Linked DNA regions of Capra hircus: region 1 is linked to region 2. Evidence: chromatin contacts called from public Hi-C data. All regions are on one chromosome and are shown on one strand. Each heading gives the region's core, a stretch centred on a gene start, on an enhancer-like site or on the middle of the called end of the contact. The rest is flanking DNA. Distances are from core to core; before and after follow the strand shown.

Region 1 (3,089 bases), core at 446-2,945, 170 kb before region 2:
GTTACCAAAAAGCAGGGGCAGGACTGTGCTCTTCCAAAAACTCAATGTCACAAAAGGCTGTGGAACAGTTCCAGATGACAGGAAGCTAAAGAGACAGTACAACTGAATGCAACATCTGACCCTATGCTGGATCCTCCCCTGGAGAGGAAGTGCTATAAAAGGAGAGCATAGGGCCAACTGACAAGTCCAGAATACGAACAGTGGGTCAGAAAAAGACACTGCGTCCATGTCAACGTATGGAAGTGATAGCTGTCCAACTGTGGTTACTTTAAGAGAATATTCATGGGAAATACACATTCAAGCAGACAAGGAGGCTAAAGGGTCCCAGTGCATGTAACCCACCCTCAAACCTCAAAGGGTAAGAGAAAACGTGTCTGTATTTTCATGTGTTTTTGAGTTTGTACAGGTATCTGTATAAAGAGGGAGAGAACTTAAACACACCCCAATGATTAAGTGAGGTTCAACCCTAACCAGTCAATATGAATAAAAAATAAAATGGGGGCTCTTTGTACTTCTGCAATTTTTATAAATTTAAAATTATTTCCAAATAAAGAGCTTGCTGGGGCTGTTTTTAAACTAAAACTGAAAACACTCAGCTGTGAGGAAAATTTTTACCTACCCTCTTCTTATACATGTATGAAACATTTTCCTTCCTCTGGAGAATTAATAAATATAAAGTCTGTTTTTAAAGAAAAAGTTTTGGTGTTAAAAAAAAAGATAAAAATGAGTCAATGCCTGATTTCACAGGATTTACAATCTAGTGGGGAAGAAAATGGCACTGGCAATATGCATTCGTTTGTCCTGCAGGAGCAGCGAGAGCTGAAACTCATGACTGTGAGGCTGGCAAGGGAGGAAGTGCAATCCCACTTTCCCTGTCCCTGCCAAGCCTGCAGGGGCCGGCATGCCCAGGCACCCAGGCAACAGCCACTGCGAGCCCTCCATGGACCACAGAGCACTACAGAAATGTTGGCACTGTCATCAAGTGAGGCAGATCCCTGAGGTTAAAGCCAGGCCCACCAGAGTTGAATGAATACTGGAGTCAAGAGGAGGAACAAGAAAGCAACCACATATGCTCTTCTCCCAGCTGTGGTGCTGGGCCAGGGGGGCGGGGGGGGGGGGCCGGGGGAGGCCATGAGGGTCAGGACACAGCACAGGGTGCTGAGCCGCCCCATCCCCACTCTGGGAAGGGGCCTAGGGGTAGAGGGGTCCTCTCAACCAGAATAAAGCTCCACTTCCCCTCCCTTCCACTGACCCCAGCTCAGGCCTTCAGAACTCCTACTGTTACCGTCTGATTATTTTCCGATCTTTTCTAGAGAGAACATGAAAAATATATACACAAGAAACACATCAGGAAAAGGGGCAAGCCCTCGGCACAGCTAGGGTGGATGCAAGACACTTCACTGCAGCCAAGCTCCAGGGCGTGGCACTCTGAGTTGCCAGAGCAGACTCCAGAAGGCCCTCTAGGGCCTAGGGCTGTACAGCCTGCTAAAGGCACAGGCCGAACTGGAAATACCAGTGTTCCTGCTAAAGGAAAAGCAAAGACACAGCCTCAGCCCAGGAGAGGTGAGGAGAAGGAAAGGCGTTTGCCAGTCACCTGCGTGGTGCACTGCTGGCTCTCCAGGGATCCAATGCAGCCACAGGAAACAGCACCTCCTGCAGGAAGCAGGGACCCGGAGGACAACCCCCAGAGCAGGCACTAGGGGGCGCTGGAATACAGCTTCCAAGGTTTGCACTCTAGAAACAAGTCTTTGTGCAGGCTACCACCAAATTAGTGTCCTCCGCCTTCAAAAGGACTCAGGGACATAGGAGGTCAGCCTGAGGTAAAAACTTAGGCTACAAAGGCGTGATCAACAAACACTCTGCTGCATGTGTACTGCACTTCACAGATTCCACGGCAGTCAGGCATCTGTGAGCCAGACCCAGGCACAGTGTCCCAAGAACACTCAAAGCCCAGGCCTTCAGGGTCAAATGCCAGAAACAAGCACAGGAGGCAGAGTCTTCTCCTCCCTCCTCCCTCTTTCCCAACACAAAAGTGAATTTGGGAGGTAGGAGAAGATGTTAAGGACTAATACACTGGTGGCTCAGCAGTAAAGAATCCTCTTGCAACACAGGAGACATGGGTTCAATCCCTGGGTCAAGAAGATCCTCTGGAGAAAGGAATGGCTGCCCACTCCAGTATTCTTGCCTGGAGAATACCATGGACAGAGGAGCCTGGTGGGCCACAGTCCGTGGGGTTGAAAGAGTCTGGCAAGACTTAATGACTAAAGAACACTGCTCTGAGTGATAAACGCTTTAACTTCATCTCTAAAATCAGGGTATGCCAGACGAAATCCATCTCCACAGTTCTTCCCAGCTCCAAAAGGATCTCCTGGATCTAACCCGGAAAAACACAGCTTTGGGAATGTTCTCAGACTGACACGGCTACCAGGTGGCTGGCACCTGAACACATCATGCTGAGTGGAAGAGGCCAGACTCAAGGGCCACGCATTGCAAGAGTCCATTCACATGAACTGGGTGATATCCAGAAGAGGCAGATCCCCAGAGACAGCAAGGAGAAAGAGGGTGGCTGCCAGCGGCTGGGTGGGGAGGGATAAGGGAGTCCCTGTTATGGGTATGAAGCCTCTTTCTGGAATGATGAGGTGTTCTAAAATGGACTGTGGGGGTAGCTGCACAACTCTGTGAATATACTAAAAACCACCAAAATGTACAGGTATTGAAATGGGAGAACTATTAACAAATGAAGTTAAAAAAAAAATCAGATCAGTACTTGCATAAAAAGAACCATTCAAATTTCTTTTTTTTTTTTTTCACCAGGACCCAGTACCTGATGGATGGTGACATCTACTGAACAGTTACTGCTCAGTCTTAACTTTGGAAATTGGTGTGGGTGGCCTAGGGAACACCTGGAGGCGACAATGTTCAATACACAGCAGGAATTTCATTGATTTAATAGCATGTATTGAGCACCAACGATCCATGCTGAACTGTGCTTGACTGTCAGAACAAATTCTGAACAAGACAAAGTTTGGGACACCATGATATTTATAATTTTGTCACCGTGTGCGTGAACTGCGCATTGCTGACAGTAC
Region 2 (2,936 bases), core at 245-2,744:
GAGCAAGCACAGGGTTCCTCGTGGCAGCCAGCATCTGTTTGCACCCAACCTTGGGTTGGAGACTGAGCCGATCCATCCCATTATCACTGGTCCAAGGTAGCAGGTGCCATCACAAAGCCAGCTTTATTTCCTGCTGTCCCTTTTACCTGCTCAGTGTGATGGAGGCAGAGAGCCACCTTTCTGTCCTTGGATGAAACACCCAGACATTCCCTGGGATTTTTTTCTCTCTATTCTTAGGAAATTAGCTCCCAGGCTCACTTTAGATGGAAAGTGGTCCCAGTTCGTTCCATAAAGCTATGTCATACCTAGCTAACAGGTGTGGAGCTGGATTTAACATGAAATCTCTCTCCTCCCCTGGAGTGTATGCCCTGGATCTTAAGGGGGAGGGTGGTTTTCTTCTTCTCTGCTCTATCCTTCTCCTGCAGCTGCTGTTTCTGACTAGGATTGCCAGATAAAACCAGGATGTCCAGTTAAATTTGTCTTTCAGATGAAGAAAAAATCCTTTCTTTTTATTTAAGTATGTTCCAGGCAATATTTGCTTCCCTGGTGGCTCAGAGAGTAAAGAATCCGCCTGCGATGTGAGAGACCCAGCTTTGATCCCTGGGTTGGGAAGATCCCCTGGAGAAGCAAGTGGCAACCCACTCCAATATTCTTGCCTGGAGAATTCCATGGACAGAGGAGCCTGGTGGGCTATCGTCTGTGGGATCACATAGAGTTGGACACGACTGAGTGACTAACCCTTTCACTTTCAGGCAATATTTGGGTTTATTCATACTAAAAAATAGTCATTGTCTGAAATTCAAATTCTACAGGGTGTTTTGTGTCTTTATCTGCTGCATCTGGTGACTCTTGTTCTGCCCTCTGCAGGCTTGTGGGGGAAGGAGGAGAGGTGGTGACAGGCAGAAAGTTTTTATTTGACTGATGAGAGTTTATAGGTTTCCTGTTGCTGCCGGAGCAAAGGACTGCACATTTAGTGGCTTAAGGCTTCAAGTTGAGGAAGTCAGAAGTCTGAAACCAAGGTGTCTGCAGGGGTATGCTCTCTCTGAAGGTTCTGGAGGAGAATTCCTTCCCTGCCTTTTCCAGATTCTAGAAGTCCTTCATCTTCTAACTAGCAGGCATAGCCTCTTCCAGCCCCTCCCTCCTACCAGTCCTCTCCCCTCCCCACCTCTTCTATCATCACATCTCCTCGTCTGAGCTGCACGCTCTCTCTCACGAGGACCTGTGATGACATCGGGCCACCTGCATAATCCAGGATGATCTCCCATCTCAAGATCCTTAACTTAATCAGGTCTGCAAAGTCTCCTTTGCCATGTCAGCTCACATACCCGCAGGTCCTGGGAATTAAGACATGAATGTCACTGGGGGCTGCTGATCGGCCTCCTGGGGGGCAGGCTGGCTTCAGGCCATCTGGGTCTGGCCCGTGATTTGAGCTGACTTTGATCCCTTCTGTGCTTCCTTGGGGGGCCTCCTGGGCCACTGCAGCTCCCCTGACTGGGCAGTGTCTATCCCCGGACTGGCGGCTCCCAGTCTGCCCTGGGCTGGCTGAGCCCCTGCAGCCTGTCACCATGGGGCCCTGGGGAGAGCCACCGTGATTCTAGGTGGCTGCGCCCAGTGTGTGCCCTGAGTCCTCCCCAGATCTCATACCTCTGACCGTCTGCTGGGTGGCAGGATGGTCACTGCCAGAAGCAGACCCCGCCCCGCCGCCCCCACCCCTCGGCTGTGGCATGTGACGTGGCCACTGGCTGGAGCCCTTGGAGGGGCACTGTGCCCCCACCCCCGAGCCCTGAGGTCAGAGGCCAGCTCCCTGCCCGCCTCCTGGGGATGGACTCAGCCCTCCAACACGTCTCTCCTCAGATCCCCCCTCAGCTCCGTGACCTTGACCCTCTGACACCTTCCTCCTTGGAGGTGTTCACTCTCCCTTCCGTGGAGATGTGAGCTCATGGAGAGAGGATAGAAGGTGTCCAGACAGCCGGAGGAGCTGTGCCCGGTGGGGCTGGTGGAGATAGGGACTGTGCAGAAGGTCCAGGGAAGTACAGATGAGCCCAGGGGTCAAGGGTCCTGCACCTCAGGCCAGCTTGCAGAGTGAAGAAGCTGCCTTTGCTGGGTCCGTGATGAGCTGAGGGCACCCCAGACCAGAGTCACAAAGGGGCCCTCTGGTTAAGGGGCCTCTTCTGTCCACGCAGTTTATCACTGTTTTTTTTTTTTTTGAATAATTAATTTATTTGCCTTCACTGGGTCTTAGTTGTGGCATTGCAGCATGCAGGAGATATATATATATATATTTTTTTTAAGTTGTGACATGCGGCATCTTTAGTTATGGCTTGCAAACTCCTTAGCTGTGGCATGTGGGATCTAGTTCCCTGACCAGGGATCGATCCCGGGCCTCCTGCATTGGGAGTGAGGAGTCTTAGCCCCTGGATCGCTAGGGAAGTCCCAGCGTATCACAGTTGATGTCGGCCACAGTCACTGCCTGCGGTGCCTGGTCAGTCTTGTCATCCATACAGTTCATTTCCGTCCTGTCCTCCTTGGAAGGAGGCTACTGCGTGCAGCCCAGGCCTAAGGAGAGGGAGCGATGGTCCACCTCCTCCCCCTGGGAGCAGCTCTGCAAATTACTGGGGTTCTTTGAAAGGGAGATTTGTTTTCTCTTGCACATTTATTTTGTCCATCACGTGTATATGAACATGTTTTATGAGCTTTGCCTTCCAGAAGCAACAGCTATATGAATAGAGAAAGCCTCAGGCTATGTTTGACAGAGATTCACACAAACTTCATTTCATAGTACGGTCCAGAAATGGAAAAACCATTTATACTTTAGTTGCTTTGGGATTTATTCTAAAAGCTTTTAGATTGTTCTGCAGTTGAGACTTTTTAACACAAAAAGTCCAAATGGTTGTGTAGAAAGACGGCACTGAAGTAGCGCCTATGGCCTGTTTCTT

What was found. Hi-C and Micro-C count contacts between places; a contact is called where the count stands out from the background.
Region 1: a contact with region 2 is called in a Hi-C map of blood, with 2.4 times the contacts expected there. The contact joins two enhancer-like sites. A contact is called at or near these places in 2 of 5 Hi-C or Micro-C datasets (both in blood).

What each region holds. Positions count from the first base shown.
Region 1 is chr18:12,282,282-12,285,370 of ARS1.2, reverse strand. The region is part of intron 1 of USP10 (ubiquitin carboxyl-terminal hydrolase 10); the gene reads right to left. Among named protein-coding and RNA genes, the nearest start is that of USP10, 21 kb to the right of the region's middle. Within about 2 kb of position 1,695, at least 3 of the 5 cell types and tissues checked have an H3K27ac peak or open chromatin away from gene starts, as enhancers often do.
Region 2 is chr18:12,113,364-12,116,299 of ARS1.2, reverse strand. No RefSeq gene overlaps it. Among named protein-coding and RNA genes, the nearest start is that of TLDC1, 10 kb to the right of the region's middle. Within about 2 kb of position 1,494, at least 1 of the 5 cell types and tissues checked has an H3K27ac peak or open chromatin away from gene starts, as enhancers often do.